Regions from separate parts of the Mus musculus genome. Here region 2 is linked to region 1. Evidence: chromatin contacts called from public HiChIP or PLAC-seq data. All regions are on one chromosome and are shown on one strand. The core of a region is the stretch at or near the end of the contact, and the rest is flanking DNA. Distances in the headings are between cores, read along the strand shown.

What was found. HiChIP or PLAC-seq counts read pairs in DNA pulled down with a chosen protein or histone mark.
Region 2: an H3K27ac HiChIP or PLAC-seq map of hepatocytes shows a contact between it and region 1, with 3 times the contacts expected there. The contact joins the promoter of Tlr5 here to the enhancer-like site in region 1. A contact is called at or near these places in 4 of 39 promoter capture datasets (the 3T3-L1 cell line, hippocampal neurons and liver), 1 of 15 datasets of contacts at CTCF or cohesin (the NIH/3T3 cell line), 5 of 484 Hi-C or Micro-C datasets (the MC38 cell line, nephron progenitors, pancreatic cancer cells and 1 more), 9 of 115 datasets of contacts at active chromatin or transcription factors (bone marrow-derived macrophages, embryonic basal ganglia, embryonic forebrain and 5 more) and 3 of 9 other capture datasets (adipose tissue, macrophages and pancreatic islet).

The regions. Positions count from the first base shown.
Region 1 is chr1:182,821,301-182,826,165 of GRCm38.p6, forward strand. All of the region lies in intron 2 of Susd4 (sushi domain containing 4), which reads left to right. Among named protein-coding and RNA genes, the nearest start is that of Susd4, 60 kb to the left of the region's middle. Within about 2 kb of position 2,536, at least 28 of the 459 cell types and tissues checked have an H3K27ac peak or open chromatin away from gene starts, as enhancers often do. A contact at or near this core is called in embryonic basal ganglia, hepatocytes and uterus, where this site is marked.
Region 2 is chr1:182,952,518-182,957,382 of GRCm38.p6, forward strand. Tlr5 (toll-like receptor 5) reads left to right here and starts at 2,271. Exons shown (of 4, transcript NM_016928.3): 1 at 2,271-2,365.

The DNA of each region.
Region 1 (4,865 bases), core at 1,286-3,785:
TCCTTCTAGCTGTCCTTACTCAAGAGTCCTTATATTTTCCCCTCATTTCCACATTATTCTTTCTATTACACGGCTGCTGTCTTCCTGGAGAGGAATTTGGCAGTGGCTAAAGGTGCCTTCTGGTCAGAATGCCCACCTTAGTGATAGCCTTGTCTCATGGAGGCTTGTCCCGCTGTCCCTGGAGCCTGAAGGGCTGCAGATGTCCCCGTGTCATAGTCTTTTCTTCCTCAGAGCTGTGTGAGTTTACATGGTCGTTTGTATGTCTTGTCCATTTGTCTCATTTAACAATTAAAGTTCTATAGATAAGTTCTAAGATGACTTCCTTCATGGATTCTGTTTATATCTACTTACCTATTGTGCCGTTTTCAGAATATTTGTTATAAAGACGTAAGTATCCTAAAAAGGAGATAGGTAATAAAACCTGTTACTTAGAGAACATTGAGGGATAATTTACTTAAATAACTTAGAGTACGTTATTTAAGTAAATTATCCCTCAATGTTCCAATAAAAGATTCACTGCCATAAATCCCAATAGCTGGTTAAGGAACAGCGTCCTAATGATTGTGGCTTTAACCCAGAACCCTGAGTCACAGGGGATGGTGGTAATGGGAGGTTGCAGCAAGTCTTGGTGATAAATGTATGCAGGTGGTAGAAAATTTTCCTCTAGTATACCATCTTGAAAGAAAAAGTAAGGGGGGAGCGAGATAGCTCAGCACTTGAGACCACTTGTTGCTCTTCCGATGAACCTGGGTTCCATTCCCAGCACCTACATGGCATCTCATAGCTGCCTGTAGCTCACCTTCCAGGGGATCTAACCCTGACACCCTCTTCTGGCCTTGTTAGACACCAGGCATGCACACACTACACAAGTACACATGCAGGTAGAATACCCACACACATAAAGGTTTAAAAGAAAAAGTTAAACAACAGCAACAACAAAAAACAAACAAACAGATCCCTTGTCTCATGCTTGGGCACCGCGAGTTGGGGTTCACTATCAGAGGGTGGGGTTCACTGTCAGTGGGTGGCCCAGTGCTGAGAGAGGACGGTTGTCTTACGCATGCTGCACCGGGTGCGTTCTTTCCCATCTTTCATTTCACAAGCTGCTGCCGTTTGTATGTTGACTGTCTCTCAAGAGCACCTGTGTTCAGTGTCCAGCTCCTGGTACTACTGGGGTGATGCACTGCAACCTGAAAACAGTGGGACCTGGCAGGATGCAGTTAAGTCACTGGCACGTGCCCTTGAGAGGATGCTAAGTTCCTGGTCCCCACACCCCATTCATTTCTCATTGCCATGAGATGAGCAGATTTTCCACAGACCACTTCCTAACACACACATACATGCATGCACACGCACGCACACGAGCTCATGCTCACATACACACATACACACACACACACACACACACACACACACACACACACACAAGTCCCAAGGGCAACTGAGAGTGTAAGAGATTAAAAAGCTCACATATTAGCTTAGACTGCACTTAGCAAATGAGCTATTGAGGGGGTGGAGTGCATTTCTGCTAAAAAAGACTGCTTGAAAGTTGTTGCTGTTGACAGTTGGGTTCTCTGCAGCGACTGTGAGAGCTAATGCTATCAAACTGTTGGAGTGATCTCTTGGGGATGCCGTGGGATGAAACGAGACCGTGTGTGTGTAAAACGCTCTGTAAACTGTGAGGCTATGTACACGTGGGAAACGTGCTTTAGTATTGTCTGAAAGCTGTTGCTTGCAAGAGACAAGGAAAGATTTAATTTTATAGGCAATAGAAGACAACCACAGGCATCCGAAGATTACAGTCTAGCCCCGACCCCGTCCCAGCCTCTTCATCCATGAATTGTCTCCCAGACTGTGTTGGTCTCAACCTTCCACAGGGTGTTTGACCTCCCGAGGGGCTGTGGCCCACAGGTAGACAGCTGCTGGCCTAAGGACTTATATTCTGGGAGATTGTTACCTGTTCTTATCAAGAAGAGACTGGAAGGCTGTGCCTCCGTCTGATGGTAGATTTGCTTAGCATGCAGGAGGCCCTGCATGTGATGCCCAGAACCTTATAAGATAGATTTAGTAGAGCACATCTATCATCCTAGCACTTGGGACAAAGAGACGAGAAGGCCAGAAGTTCAGGGGCATTCTCTGCCAATCTGAACCACATGAGACCTTGTCTCCAAGGAGGAGAGAAAGAGGGTTTTAGAAAATGCAATGAACCCAAGAGACCATTTTCAATAAAACATCGAAACTAGGAATTTTCAAGTTACATATCCAAGATCAAGAACTAGCTAGACAGGCAACCTATATTATTCTCATAATAATTTATTTAGGAAAAAAAATAGCAAAAAGGTACATCTTTAACCTTAGCAACCCATCCTCTAAAACCCTATCACACCTCATTCAGATGTCCTAACAACTGATACCACAATTTATATCAACTTCAAAATGATCCTGCCACCTCCTGCAGACAGGAAATCTCCTGAGTCTCCTGCTGGCCGGTGCTTAGCGCTAGCCTTGTGGATGGGCGTGGATGCCTGCTGCTGTCCTGGGATTGCAGAGTCTGGGATGACTGTGCTGTGTTGCTGGCTGAGCTTTCGTGGAGCAGTGTCAGGAGAATGCAGCGAAAATCACGTCATGAGTTTGCTTTGTGATCGGTTTTATTGGAACCGAAACTGAGTGAAAGGCCGTAGGAATAATTGGGTAATCAAAGCGAATTAAATCAAGAAGGGGAAATTATCAGTCTGGCATCAAACAGGGACGGCTCTGACATCCACATCTGTGGTCTTTATCCATTTTAATCAAGTCTAAATTATGCCATTAAGACTTATTTTTGCGATGTTTACACTTGCTCAGACATAGCAGACTGTCTATTCATCTCTGGATAGTTCTGGAAACATTAAAACCTCCCCCACTGTTTCTGGGGAGGTGTTACCTAACTTGATTAGCATGCAGATACTCTGCACACATGCTCACTTGCGGGGCATTGCGTTGCGTGCCGTTTTTGGAAAAGGCAATCCGGACGTTGAGCTTCTGAGCCGTGCAGATGAATCTTTTGTCCCAGCGCTCGCTGGCACCTCTAGAAAATGAGATTTAAGTGTTGTCTTACTAGTGAGAGTCCACTAAAACAAATAGCCACATCCTGCTTCCGGGGTGGCAGAAATATTACTACAGTAACTAGTCGGAGATTTCCCCGTTCCCTTGCATTTTTTCCCAAGGGGCATTGCTTTTTCAGAAAAGGAAAAAAATTTGTTTAGACCAACAAATGGCAGCACTTGCTGTCCCTCGTCCCTGATACTCTAAGTATGTAATTGCGAGCATGATGAATTATGGGATGACTGACCCAGGTTCACAGGCAGAATGGATGCAGGGACCTTCCATCTGCTTTAATGAAGCCTGGGGTTTTCTGTTGCTAAGGTTTGGTCACTGTGTTATCTCCCAATGGAAACTGTCCCAAGCCCCTCTTTCCTTCCACTCTGAGCGCATGCTGAGTACATCCCAGGATCTTAGCGTTCATAGTCTGGGTTTGGTTTGAGATTCTATTTGCTTCATTTGTGTCTTGCACCCAAATCAGGAGTTGTTGTAGAGGTTGGCTGCTCAACTCAAGAGAGACCACTGGCCATCTTCCAGGGGACCGGGCTATTGTCTCTGCAAAAAAAAAAAAAAAAAAAAAGTCACAACCCTCTGGGCCCTGAATGCGCTGGCCCTGGTGTCCCCTGAAGAAACACCATGCTGTGCTCTGAAGGAACCCTGAGTTCAATTCCCTAGAGGTCTGTGTGTCACCATGGAAATGTCCATAGCTTAGTACTTTGGCCAAAGGAAGGACTCTGTGTGTAGGTTTCTGTTGTGCAGGTGCAGCAGTCATGTTCACAGGGGTCAGTTATGAGCAAGGATGGGCTTGAGTATAGAGAAGTGACTAGGAAGGTGGCCAGGAAGAGATGCAGTTCCCTCTGTATGAAGCTGCGTGTTCTTCTCTTTAGGAACTTGTGGGATATTAGCAACATAGCTGCTGACATACATGGTGACCCTGTCATCTGCCACTCGTTGCTCTATGTGTATTTACACCTCGCTAAGAGGTCACAGTAATGGGGGAGTAGAGACCTTCCTGTCAATACTTACTTTCTATAGCAGAAACTAAAGATCATGAGAGGTAAAGAAGCTTAGCCAAGCTTATACAGCTGGAAAACCAGCAGAGCCAGGCTCAAAGCATGTCCTCTCATCCACAACCATTACCCTGACATAAAAACTACATCATGTCAAGTATACATGCTGCTGTTACCCCACTTTGGCTGTGGTGTTGAATGACGTCTTCTGTCTAATCTTTCTGGTTGTGGTCTCTGAAAGCAATGCAGATTGCAAGCAAGCACACTTACATAGATACAACAAAGGACCACACAGTCGTCTTGTCTTCCCTCCCATGTAGGAGGGACCCTGACCTCCTTGTCTGCTTTGCTTTCTTTCTGAGGAGAGTGCCAGTTATAGAAAAGCCTGGCATGGAGGTCCCTGAACCTTTCTGGGGAGGTGAGGCAGGAGGATCTCATATTCAAGGCTTCCCTGGGCTGCAAAGTGAGTTTAAGGCCAATGTGGGTGATTCAGTGAGATCTTGTCTCAAATAAAAAGTCAGAACGGCCCAGGGCTGCATCTTAGGGATAGAACACTTGCCTAGTAAGGATTTCTAGCACTGTGTGTGTGTGTGTGTGTGTGTGTGTGTGTGTGTGTGTGTGTGTGTGTTGTACCCTGTCTGTTCCAAAAAAAAAAAAAAAGAACAAGAAGAAAAACAAACCACCAAAAAGGGGGGGGGGGAGAGAAGGGGTAGAACGTCTCCTGTTGGAGTGGATGTAGGTCCTGCACCCGCCTCTCCACCAAACAGCACTGTT
Region 2 (4,865 bases), core at 1,021-3,520, 130 kb after region 1:
GAGCACTGGCTGCTCTTCCAGAGAACCCAAGTGCAGTTACCAGCACCCACATCTAGCTATTCATAACCTCCTGGAACTGCAGCTTCAGGGGATTTGACGTCTTTTTTGTGGCCACCACAGGCACACACACACACATACACACACATACACACCACACAAACCAGGAGTAGTAAAGAACTAAATGTGAATCCAGGAGAAGACCCAAATTCAAAGGTCAACGTTCAGTTTTTACTGAATGCAAGTTACTTTTGCACCATGACACACAGACATATATATGTGTGTGTGTATGTGTGTGTGTGCATGCATATATATATGTATATGTGTGTATATATATACATATATATATGCATACATATACACACACACATATACACACACACACATATATATACACACACACACATAGAGAGATATAGATTCACAAAGAGAACCACCATAAATTGGAGACTATCTAGAAGTGTTAGGTGCGTTCCTTTTGAAGATGTGATGTGAGAAAGGATGGGGAGCTATTGGCCAAGGCAAAACCATGAAGAAAGAACACTCCAGCTACTGCATTTCATTCTGACAATGAGTCCTGGAGCCCAATAACCAGAATAATTATCCCACATCAGGTGTCAATTAGGGTGGGGCCTTAGGCGGTCCCTTTCCATATTCCTAGCACTCCTGGGATAAATCCCCTCTGGTTTTAGGAAGGCAGTAAATGGCACCCAGCCCTCCCTGGCATTGTTCTCAGTCCCACCCACATTATAGGAAGGCCCTACCTCCTGGGCTTACAAGCCTCCTCCTCCCAGCTGCAGAGCAGGTAGGCAGGGTTGCAGTTCCATCCCTCTGCACTCAGCTTTCGAGAGCCACTTGAGGCAACTTGTCACATGGGCTTCAAGCTGCCAGCCGAGGAGGGAGCTGAGAAGACTGTATAATGAGATCTTCCTTGGTAATTAAGTGCTGGGCTTTGTTTTAACCTATCTCTCCTGCCCTGCTTGATCATATCACCTAGCTGTCAGGCCACGCTGGAGAGTGTGAATCAACCTGGGATTACACCCCAGCTGCAAGAGGCAGCTGTCAGCTTTTGCCCAACCTCCATGCGACCCCAGTCTTACTGCAGACTGTGACACTTCTGTCCTTGAACTGGGTTTCACCCCCAGAAAGCGACTGACTTCGCCACCTTCCTATACAAATCCCTTCCTTTTAACACTCCTGCAGCAGCAGGCTCCTGACTTTTCTTTCCTTCAGCATGTCCCTTTCCAGAAAGCAGATCAACTCTCAACCCCACAACACCCCGCCCCCTCCTCCTAGGAGCAGGTGGAGGGTGGGAAGGAAAAGGGAAGTGAAGCCAGAAGGGCTCACAGGCCGGAAAGCTCTTGCGTTCTCTGAGGGAAATCACAACTTCCTTCCCTGGCCTTCAGTCACAGGCAGTAGCCTTTGCTGATCCAAATCTGACCTTCAGATATTTAGTATGGGGCAGGGGGTATAGTGCTTGTGGAAGCATGAGGACCAGAGTTCAATCCCTAACACACAAGTAAAGTCCACAGGCATGGTGATGGTACCTGCCTGTAACCCCAGTGCTGGGGAGGTAGAGCATCCAGTATCCCTGGGGCTTGTTAACCAGCTTAGCATTTTTGGTGAGTTCCAGGCCAGTGGGAGATCCTGTCTCAATAACTCAATAAACAAGATAGACAGCTCCTGATGAATGATGTGCATGTGTGGGCGTGTACACACACACACACACACACACACACACACACACACACACACACCTTCAATAGTTAAAATAGAAGGCGTAGCCAAGTAGTAGAGGGCAAAATGACAGCCAGCTTCACCCCTCAGCATCATATCTTCAAGATTTGGCACAGATCAAAGAGCACAGGCAAGAACAGAAGTAACTGCCCCGATCAGGACTTGCTGCGCTGGCCGTGTGTACAGTGCATCAGGATAGGATCTAGGCCGCCTTCCCTGGGTCAGTGCAGGCCTATGTTATCTCGATGGACAGTTAGGGGTAGCTACAAAAATCACAACAGGCCCTCTGCCTCCTGTGCTGGGCTCCATGATAGCCAATACCTACCGTCTGCCCCAGCTCTACTTTCTTTCCTACCTCAGTTACAAGGTCATTGCAGCAGAGATAGAGGTCTCCTCCCTGGCAAGAAAGCAGAGAGGTACCTAGGCTGAGGTACTTTGCCCAGAACTCAGAAAAGACAAGCATGGTCCACAGAGAAAGCCTGATCAAGAGTTGTGGGCGGGGCTCCAGCAGCGGGCGGTGTTTCCCTCTCCTCCCCGCTCTCCTGCTTTCCCGAGCCCAGCGGCAGCTTTGGTGCCTGGAGCCGAGTGAGGTCAGTCCTGGAGCCTGTGTTGTGGGAATCCCGCTTGGGAGGTGAGAGCCTTGTAGTTGCAAGGGGTCCAGCAGGGGGTTCCCTGAGACCGGAAGGGGCCCGGGACGTTGCTGGACACGTTAGTGCCCCCGCCCCTCTCTCTTCCTCCTGGCTTCGTCCTGAACCCTTTCAACTCTCTTTCCTGCCTGTGCTCTCTGCCACTCAGTGCCACGGAAACTGGGGTCCCTCGGCCCAGCGAGCTGAGAGTAAGCAGAGTGCCCAGCGGGACAATTCTAGGATTGACAAGTCACTTGCATGCTGGCTTTGGGACAAGGTTCCCTAGTTCTCTCTTCTGGCTTTCACCTTTGGCCCCACCCTCTGGAAGAGACAGGTATTTAACGCGCGCGGAGTCCGTTCTCTTGCTGTCTTCCTTGGAAAGAGGAAGTCGACAGTCACCATCAATTGAGCTATGGACACCTTAAAAAGACACTGCAGTCAGTGAAGTCCTTGGACACCCTCCGGGGCAGGGAGAAGTAGGGCAGCTGGCCCCGAGGCTGTGAAGAAAGAACTCCATCAGCCTTTGGCAATTACAGCCATTACAGTCATGGCTCTGCTCCGTAAACCACCACGGCTGGAATAGTGGTTGTTTCCTGAAGTGGGGTGGTTGGTTGTCTTGGGAGAGAGAAAGTCTCCCCAGGAAGGCTGCTGAGACCTTGAGGAATGGGAATGCATGGGGATTGCTTTCTCCCATTGGTGGGCTAGCCTTGTAATTAGCTAGTGTCTGGAACACGGCAGTCTAGCGCTGTGCGGCATGGGCCTGCAGCTTAACCGCAGGGCCTTTTATGAAGTGTTATTGAGGGTTAACCCCCTCAAGCACATGAACAATGCATTCCTCCTGTCCCGTACCTGGAAGGGGGTGTGGATGCTGACCTGCCACTGTCACACACATGTGGCTTGGTCTCTTTCCTCTGCCTTTCCTCAGAGGACACAACTCTGAATAGTTTGTTCAAGGTGTGTAGATCTTGACTCTGTTCACCTTATTCTTTGGGGGCAGAAACCAATCGTGAGGAACATCCAGCATGCTATGCAGTCAGGAGGGAACCCTGGGTTCTGCTATGCTAAATGCTTAGCCTTTCACATTGTGGTAGGATTCTTGGGGTGCCCCCGACGAGGGGTCCAGGCCAACGTTAATGATGGGGCGGTACAAGAAGAGTCCCTATTATAGTAATCAGGATGACTTAGTTCATTCATATGGGCTTGATGGACATCCTGGAAGACACTTCCATCCTAATTGATGGCCCAGGTTCACTCTCTTCTATCCTTTGCTGCTCAAACCTTTCTGATTCCACTGTGTGACTGCAAAGCTAATCTCGTCGGGTCTTAGCTTTGTCTGAGGAGGAAAGCCCTCTCCTGGGGCGATGTCTCTAACACAAAGGGTTCTTGGATAACTCCTGGTGGCGGCTTCTTCAGCTTTGTAGCTCTGCTGAGGATTGGAAGCAGTTATTGTGTCTGCCCTCCCTTGCTTTTAGTCCTATGGAGCAAGAGTTCCTGCCCTGCCAAATTCCTGTCCCCTGACGTGTTTGCTTCTTCTTCAGTTTGTGGAAAAGAATGTGGTGACAGACCTTCCAGGCGTTGGGGCCTCCCCGCCCTGGTACCATAGTTTTCTGAGCTGTGAGCCACAGCCTATGATGTCCTCAGCTCTGTGGGACAAAGACAAGGTTGGAGCATGGCTCCCACGGTTCTGAACTGTCCAGGTGTAGCTGGGAAGATAAAACCCCACACCTGTGAGACAATTAGAACGAAGTCAAGGCAAAACCATATAGCGGTGTCTGATAACTCCAAGAGGTAGGGTGTGGGGGGCTGGAAAAGGCAGAGTACACTCGAAAAAGCTGAGTGTTCAGAAGCTCAACTTAGAAAGCACAGTCAAGGATCAGCCAGGCAGAAGGCTAGCCTGGAGCTCGGGGCAAGCAGGCACTCCTGCTGACCACATGCCCTCCTCCCTGTACAGCTCCTGTTACATATCCTCTGTGTGTGTGTGTGTGTGTGTGTGTGTGTGTGTATCTCCATGCAGTATCTCTCCACCCACAACACTGGCTTCTCTCATTGTTTTGACTGTGCCTCATTTTTCTCTTTGTGCTTTCTCTCTTCTGCTCAGAAAATCTAATTCTTTTAGAGACTCGGTGTATTCCAGACTATCCTGCAATTCTATGTATCCCAGGCCGGCCTTAACGTCCTCATGCTGCTATCCCAGTCTCCCAAGAGCTGGGATTATAGGTAGGCATGTACATAAGGGCAGGTGCCCACAGAGGCCAGAAGAGGCCATCAGATCCCCTGAACTTGGAGTCATGGGTCGCTGTGAGCTGCCAGAAGTGAATGTCAGGAGGTCACCTGGGTTGTCTGCAGCAATAACCGCTCTTAACTGCTGAGCCATCTCTCACTGGCCCTGAACTTTACCTTACAACGGCGAGGCGCTTTCCCTTTTACACCAGTTACTAGCACTGGTAATCCTGGGGAACGCGTAAGCAGGCACTCAGAGTCGCTTAGGACTGTCACTGTCCTAAG